2 separate regions of the Mus musculus genome follow, and region 1 is linked to region 2. The links are chromatin contacts, called in public Hi-C maps. All regions are on one chromosome and are shown on one strand. The core of a region is the stretch at or near the end of the contact, and the rest is flanking DNA. Distances in the headings are between cores, read along the strand shown.

What was found. Hi-C and Micro-C count contacts between places; a contact is called where the count stands out from the background.
Region 1: a contact with region 2 is called in a Hi-C map of olfactory sensory neurons, with 2.0 times the contacts expected there. The contact joins the enhancer-like site here to the promoter of Hmgn3 in region 2. A contact is called at or near these places in 1 of 39 promoter capture datasets (macrophages), 1 of 15 datasets of contacts at CTCF or cohesin (the NIH/3T3 cell line), 4 of 484 Hi-C or Micro-C datasets (cortical neurons, granulosa cells, nephron progenitors and 1 more) and 2 of 9 other capture datasets (adipose tissue and pancreatic islet).

Annotation. Positions count from the first base shown.
Region 1 is chr9:83,193,774-83,196,614 of GRCm38.p6, reverse strand. No RefSeq gene overlaps it. Among named protein-coding and RNA genes, the nearest start is that of Hmgn3, 49 kb to the right of the region's middle. Within about 2 kb of position 1,379, at least 15 of the 459 cell types and tissues checked have an H3K27ac peak or open chromatin away from gene starts, as enhancers often do. A contact at or near this core is called in olfactory sensory neurons and pancreatic islet, where this site is marked.
Region 2 is chr9:83,145,141-83,148,290 of GRCm38.p6, reverse strand. It overlaps Hmgn3 (high mobility group nucleosomal binding domain 3), which reads left to right and starts at 1,684. Exons shown (of 6, transcript NM_026122.4): 1 at 1,684-1,860. The coding sequence starts at 1,846.

The DNA of each region.
Region 1 (2,841 bases), core at 130-2,629, 49 kb before region 2:
GCTGTTATCCCTTTAAATCTCCATCTGAAAGAAACATCCATAACAGGCTTTGTGGAAATTAAATAAATCAGCAATAATGAACCCTATGCCTAATAACAACTTAGTGTCAGTTCACTTCACACTCTGCTGGATTCCCAGGGTTTGACCATTGAACCCTCATTCAAAGGGAGAAAGTGTGTGCAGAGCCAAGAACCACAACTAACACAGATGCTTGCAGGCCTTGGTTAAAGCACTATTCAAGGCAGCTGCGTGGATCACTGGATTTTCCGTCCGGTTGCTTGCTTGCTATTGTTTGTTTTATTGTTTATTTCTTTGTTTTCTGAAGCAGGCTGTCATTTAGCTCAGATCTCATTTAGCTCAGGTCAGACCTTTACTTCCCGTGTAGCTGAAGATGACCTTGAACTCCTGACCCTCTGCTTCTGCCGCCCAAGAGGGTTATAGGCACACACCATCGCACCTTTTTGACTTGCTTTGGTTGAGGCAAGGTTCCCCTAATGCAACCCAATCTATCCCTGGTGAAATCACTAGTCGCTAAGACCACGCTGGAACCTGCATTCTCTGGCCACCTCAGCCCGCGTGCAAGGCTAACAAGTGTGAACTTCTTCTATGCCCGGCTTCTATTTCCCTTTTAATCCCAGAACCTGTTTCTGTTTTCTCTTCCTTCTCACTCACGTTGCACGACTTCCTCCCAGTACTTCTCCTGAGATAATCTCATGAATATCAGTGACAACTTCCTCCTCGCCAAAACCAGTTGGCACCTGGAAGAGCAGGAGCAGCACTGGGCTCTGTGTGGCGCTCTCCTTCCCCCTCCCACCCCTCCCACCCCACCCACCCCCCAATCCCTGCTTCCCTTGCTTCTCTTCCCTGGCTCTCCTCCAACCTTCGTTCCCTTCTCTGGCTTCATGTAAATATTATTGATCCCCAGAGTGATGACTTATTTTCATTGTAGCCTCATAATTTTCTCCAAAGCCACAATGTTAACTACTGAGTATATCCGTTTCTGTACCTAGGTCACCAGCTGGATTGTGCCCTCCATCATCTAGCCTATAAATTCATCAGCTTTTCTTGAATGTCCCAAAGACATCTCAGGTTAAATCCCCAAGCAGCTCAGCTCTTCTGTGCCCCCCCCCCCCCCACACACACACCTTTGTGCCATTGAACTGAATTGCTGGGGGTTTTCAAATACTTGTCACTGAAGAAAATGACTCTCTTCTATTTAACTCGTGAGTTCATAGCTCACACCAAAACAATGACATATAGCATCTTCTGGATATGCTTGGACAGCTGTTAAGTCTTCTGGCCCCTGACCCTGCTGGATTGGACTCACTTTGTCTGTTATGCTGTGGTTGCTATGATGCACCGTTTGAGCTCCTATTTGTTGCTGGGTAATTTCCTAGGGACTCGCTGGTCCTGGTTGCTGAGTTTCTTAGACGCTGTGATTTCTATTGGTAGCCAGGCCAGCACTTTTTTGTTTCTTTAATTAGCCTCTGTAGCAGAACAGATGCCAGGCACCACCACACACATCTGTGACCCATAGCTGGCAGAGCATGAGTTTGGTGGGAGCCACGAGTTCTTTAACGCTTTCTGTTCCAAGTCTTGTTTTCCAGCAGTTCTCTCTTTCTCACGACTCAGCCCTCTTGGGTAAAGTAAAGGTTTATTGCATTGATGATGGGCCTGTAAGCTTAAGAAGAAGTTTATGAATCTCAAAATGAAAACAAGAAGGTTGAAGCTTTTCCTAGCAGCGGTAGGACAGAACCTTTTGTTGTTGTGGGTTGTTTGCTGTTGTTGTTGTTTTGTTTTGAAATTGAAACAGATATGTTATAGCTGACTTTTTTTTATATGAGACTTTTATTAAAATCAAGTTTTGAAGTGGCTCCGTCACTTAGTTGGCTAACGTGCCTGTCTTGTAAAGTTAGGTTTGGTTGGATGTCAAGGCTATCTGCCTGTACAAACATGTTTTAGTGTATGTCCATTGTCTAAAAAAGCATTCTGATAATTGAATTCTGATGATATTCTGATTAACCAAACGCCCTAGTTAAGCAATCGAAATGTATTGCTTAAAAGTTTCTCAACACTATCCTCAATACTAGAAGGAAATAGGAAAAAGAATCTTTATAACACGGGGGAGGGTATTACTGGGAGCGGAGGAAACCCTGAATGGGTGAGGTCCCTGGTGAGCAGTGTGCTATTGATGTGGGCACTGCCATGGGAGTGCCGAGGTTTTCGACAGGAAAGGCTCAGGAGTATGGCAATGATTCCTTGGATTCAAATGTTGAAGAAGTGTAATGTCTGCCACAGCTTTCTTCTTCTGAATATTTACAATCTGAAGACTGCTCCCATACAGAGCCTGCTCCTACCAAGAGTAGCTAAACCAGCCTCTTTGTTCACTGTATATAATAACTCTGACTCCTTGTTTACCTGTAGGCAATGAACCCATCATTCAACTGAGCTTCCAGAATCCTCTACTTTCTCCATCAAAAAGTGTATTCTACTGGACCCCAGTCTCCACCCCTCCCCATGTGCATGCGTGCGTGCGTGCGTGCGTGCGTGCGTGCGTGCGTGCGTGCGTGCGGGCATGTCTTTTCTTCATTCCCTTTCAGTCCCAATCAGGCCCAAGTCCTTGGATCAATGAGACAGAGAGCGAGGAAAAATCTTAGGCACATGTGGAAACCTGTAAATAACAGAATGATAGTAGTTGTAGACCTGATACATCTTAAAATGGACCCTGAAAACAATAAAATTACCACTATGTTTCTAGTCGGGTCACTTTATTCTCTGATTCTCCAAAATGATACTTTAATCTTACTCCACTCCCTTAAGACTTCTCACACTCTGGGGTGG
Region 2 (3,150 bases), core at 435-2,934:
TCTCCAGAATCCAAATAGACCCACTAAACGTTGTGCTTCTTTCTTCCAATGTCCTTATATTGTCTCCAGCAAAAGGTGTAGCCCAGATTAAAGGTGTGTTCCACCACACCTTTAATCCCAGATGAAAGGCATAGCCCAGATTAAAGGTGTGTTCCTTAACTCGGAGATTCAATCTTCTGGAATCCATAGCCACTATGGCTCAAGATCTTCAAACCAAGATCCAGATAAGGATCTCCAAGCCTCCAGATAAGGGTCACTGGTGAGCCTTCCAATTCCGGATTGTAGTTCATTCCAAATATTGTCAAGTTGACAACCAGGAATAGCCACTACACAGTGTAAGGCTTTAGAGCAGTTTCCTAAGATGTCTTTTGGCTTGTAAATGATTCTCGGGCTAATCTTGCTTAGTTTGCTTTGTTTTTCCTGGAATTTCATATAAACAAAACCACCCAGTATAGTGTCTTGTATTGACTTCCATTTAGCATTTTTCTTTTGTTATTTATCTCATCAGGGAAAACTTATTTCTTTGATCACAGAGTAATATTCTACTGTAGACTTATCATGACTTGCTCACCCATTCCCTAGCATTCCCCCTGCAGCCCTTGAGATGGTCACAGTCCCGATTATAGCTTTGTGCTATAATAAACATAATATAATTATATATCATATTATATAATTATAATAGAATCAGTGCTATGATCACACTGATTGATTTTCAGGATGATTTGATTCACAGAACGAATCCTGTGTTCCCAGGTTCAACTCCCCTGGTTATGTATTAGCTTTTTAAAAATGTTGTTGAATTTGATTTGATAAAATTTTGTCTGTGTCTTTGTGCCTATGTTTATGAAGGATGTTGACCAAAAAATCCCCCCCCCCCCAGCCTCCCGGGTCTGAGGTCTTTAGTCAGGATAAAACCGGTCTTAAATAAATTCAGATAATGTATTTTGCAATTCTTTGCGGAATGTCGAGAAACATTACACTATACACAAAATGGTAACCTGGCAGGTGTCGTTTAAATGTACATATTTAATATATAAGTGATTTATTTGTTCCTACATTTCTCGATTTCCCCTTAGTTTCCACAACAAACATTTATATCAATTATAACAATTATTCACACATAGCTGAATAATTGGCTGAATTCATATATGACTTGTAACACAGACTTAAAGAAAAACAAAAAACAAAACAATTAGACCAAGGAACTATGGGGATGGGGGATGGTATTTGCTAGAGATGGAACTGAGAACCTTAGAAACTGTGGAAACTCTTCCAGAACAGACCTTCCTACCCTGTATAGACCCGCACCATGAACACCCGTTACAAGCTTTTATAAGTAACAATTGTACAAGGCACCCCGTGGCCCTATTTACTTTATAAAGTTAACCCAGCATTACTTAATACTAAACTTTTTTTTCCTATGAAGATGCACAATGGTTTAATCCAAAGAAGGCACGTCAAACAATGAAACTCCAAGTTAGTGCAGCCTGAAGGATACTAGTTGAACTGGGCATGCTCAGTCGCCAGGCAGATTTTTTTTTTTTTTCCCAGTGAAGTGGAAACTACAACTGCGCGTACCGGGTGAACGGGGGTGGGCGTGCCCTCGTGGAATTTAGAACGTTCTCTTAGCCAATGGGGCCTCGCGGCTGGCTGGCAGGGCTCGCCATTGGGGGACCGGGATGCGAGCGAGTGGAGCGCCGGGGGAGGAAGCGGAGGTGCAGGTCGGAGAGGCCGGGCTAGCCGAGCCCATTGCGGGAGTAGCAGCAGCGGCCAGGCAGCATCCAGCAGTGTGCCAGGCGGCCCAGAACATTGCTTTACTTTTTTTGCTGCACCAACGTAGTCATTATGCCGAAGAGAAAGGTAAGTCCTGTAAAGGGGGAAAAAAAAACCCTGCTCGCAGGCCCTCGAGTGTGTTTGGAGTAAGCCCCCTGCGCTGCGATGAACGCGGCGATGCGCCTAATAACTCAGGCGCTGGGCACGGCCGCTGCCCGCTCCTTCTGCAAATGCCTGTTGCTGACCTCGCTCGCCCCGCACGGAGCTCTGAGTGTTACTTTCCCTCCAGGGACGTCCTCCCCTCTCCATCAACTCCTGCTTGGAATGGTTTCCATCTCTTGCCAGCAGCCAGGGCGGGTATCCATCCCCCTCGCAGGAGTTTCCTCTTGGCAAACTCAGGTTGTTCTCAGGGTGGAGGGAAAGCAATGAGAGGAGTCTCCCGGGCCAGGGAAATCGAAAAACGTGGAAGCACTCAGAGGAGCTAGGCGGGGTCCGGAGTGTCCCCTGGGCCGTGCCCTGGGCGAGCGCGATGCGGGCGGAAGGCCGGGAGAGGGAAAGCCATGTTTCCCTACGCCAGCCCTGCTGCGCCGCGGACCCGTATGTACCCACTCCGGTGTCAATCACCAGCCGCGAGGGCGGGCGGGGCAGTGCGCAGCGCCGGGTAGGCTGCAAAGAAGGGGACTGGTGCCAAGCTCACTGACCCTGCCAAGGTCAGGGGCCACCAAGCCCCTGCCACTGTCCCACCCACGACCCCACGCTTGGCCAGGCAGGGAACCGAGGTCTTTTTAGTCTCTCCTTTGCCCCTGGTGGGTTGTGTCCCCTCCGCGCAGGGACGTCATGAGCCACACGTGGGGCCACACAGCTCCCTCAGGGTGGGGCTTCGACTTGTCATTGGACTGGTGAAGGAAGGGCAGATATTTTTCTACCCCTCCCAGAGAAAAGCGATGTGTGAGGATTGCGTCCTAAGAAAAAAACCTTCCTGCCACCTGCCCAAAGGACCCAAGTCAACCATCTTGGCCATTAAAGTTGAAACTTGGTTAATACCGTTTTCTCCCGAAGACTGTGCACTGTGTGTGTGTGTGGTTGCTTTATTTAAAACTATCAAAGCTTTAAAATTTTTAGAAGCTTTTGCTTCCTTATGCATCGTCACTAAGAATTTTATTATAAACAACTCCACTCCTTTAAAATGTATTTTATTACATTGATTGATTGATTGATTGTATTCACAGGAGGCACTGACACCCAGATTGCAGTAGTAGGCTCTCTCCTATCGTGTGGGTTGTGGGGATCTACAGCAAGTGTATTTACTCTTTGAGCCAGCCCAAGCACCTCCATTCTTTAAAAGAAAATCGATCATACTATTAGAACATGAACCTA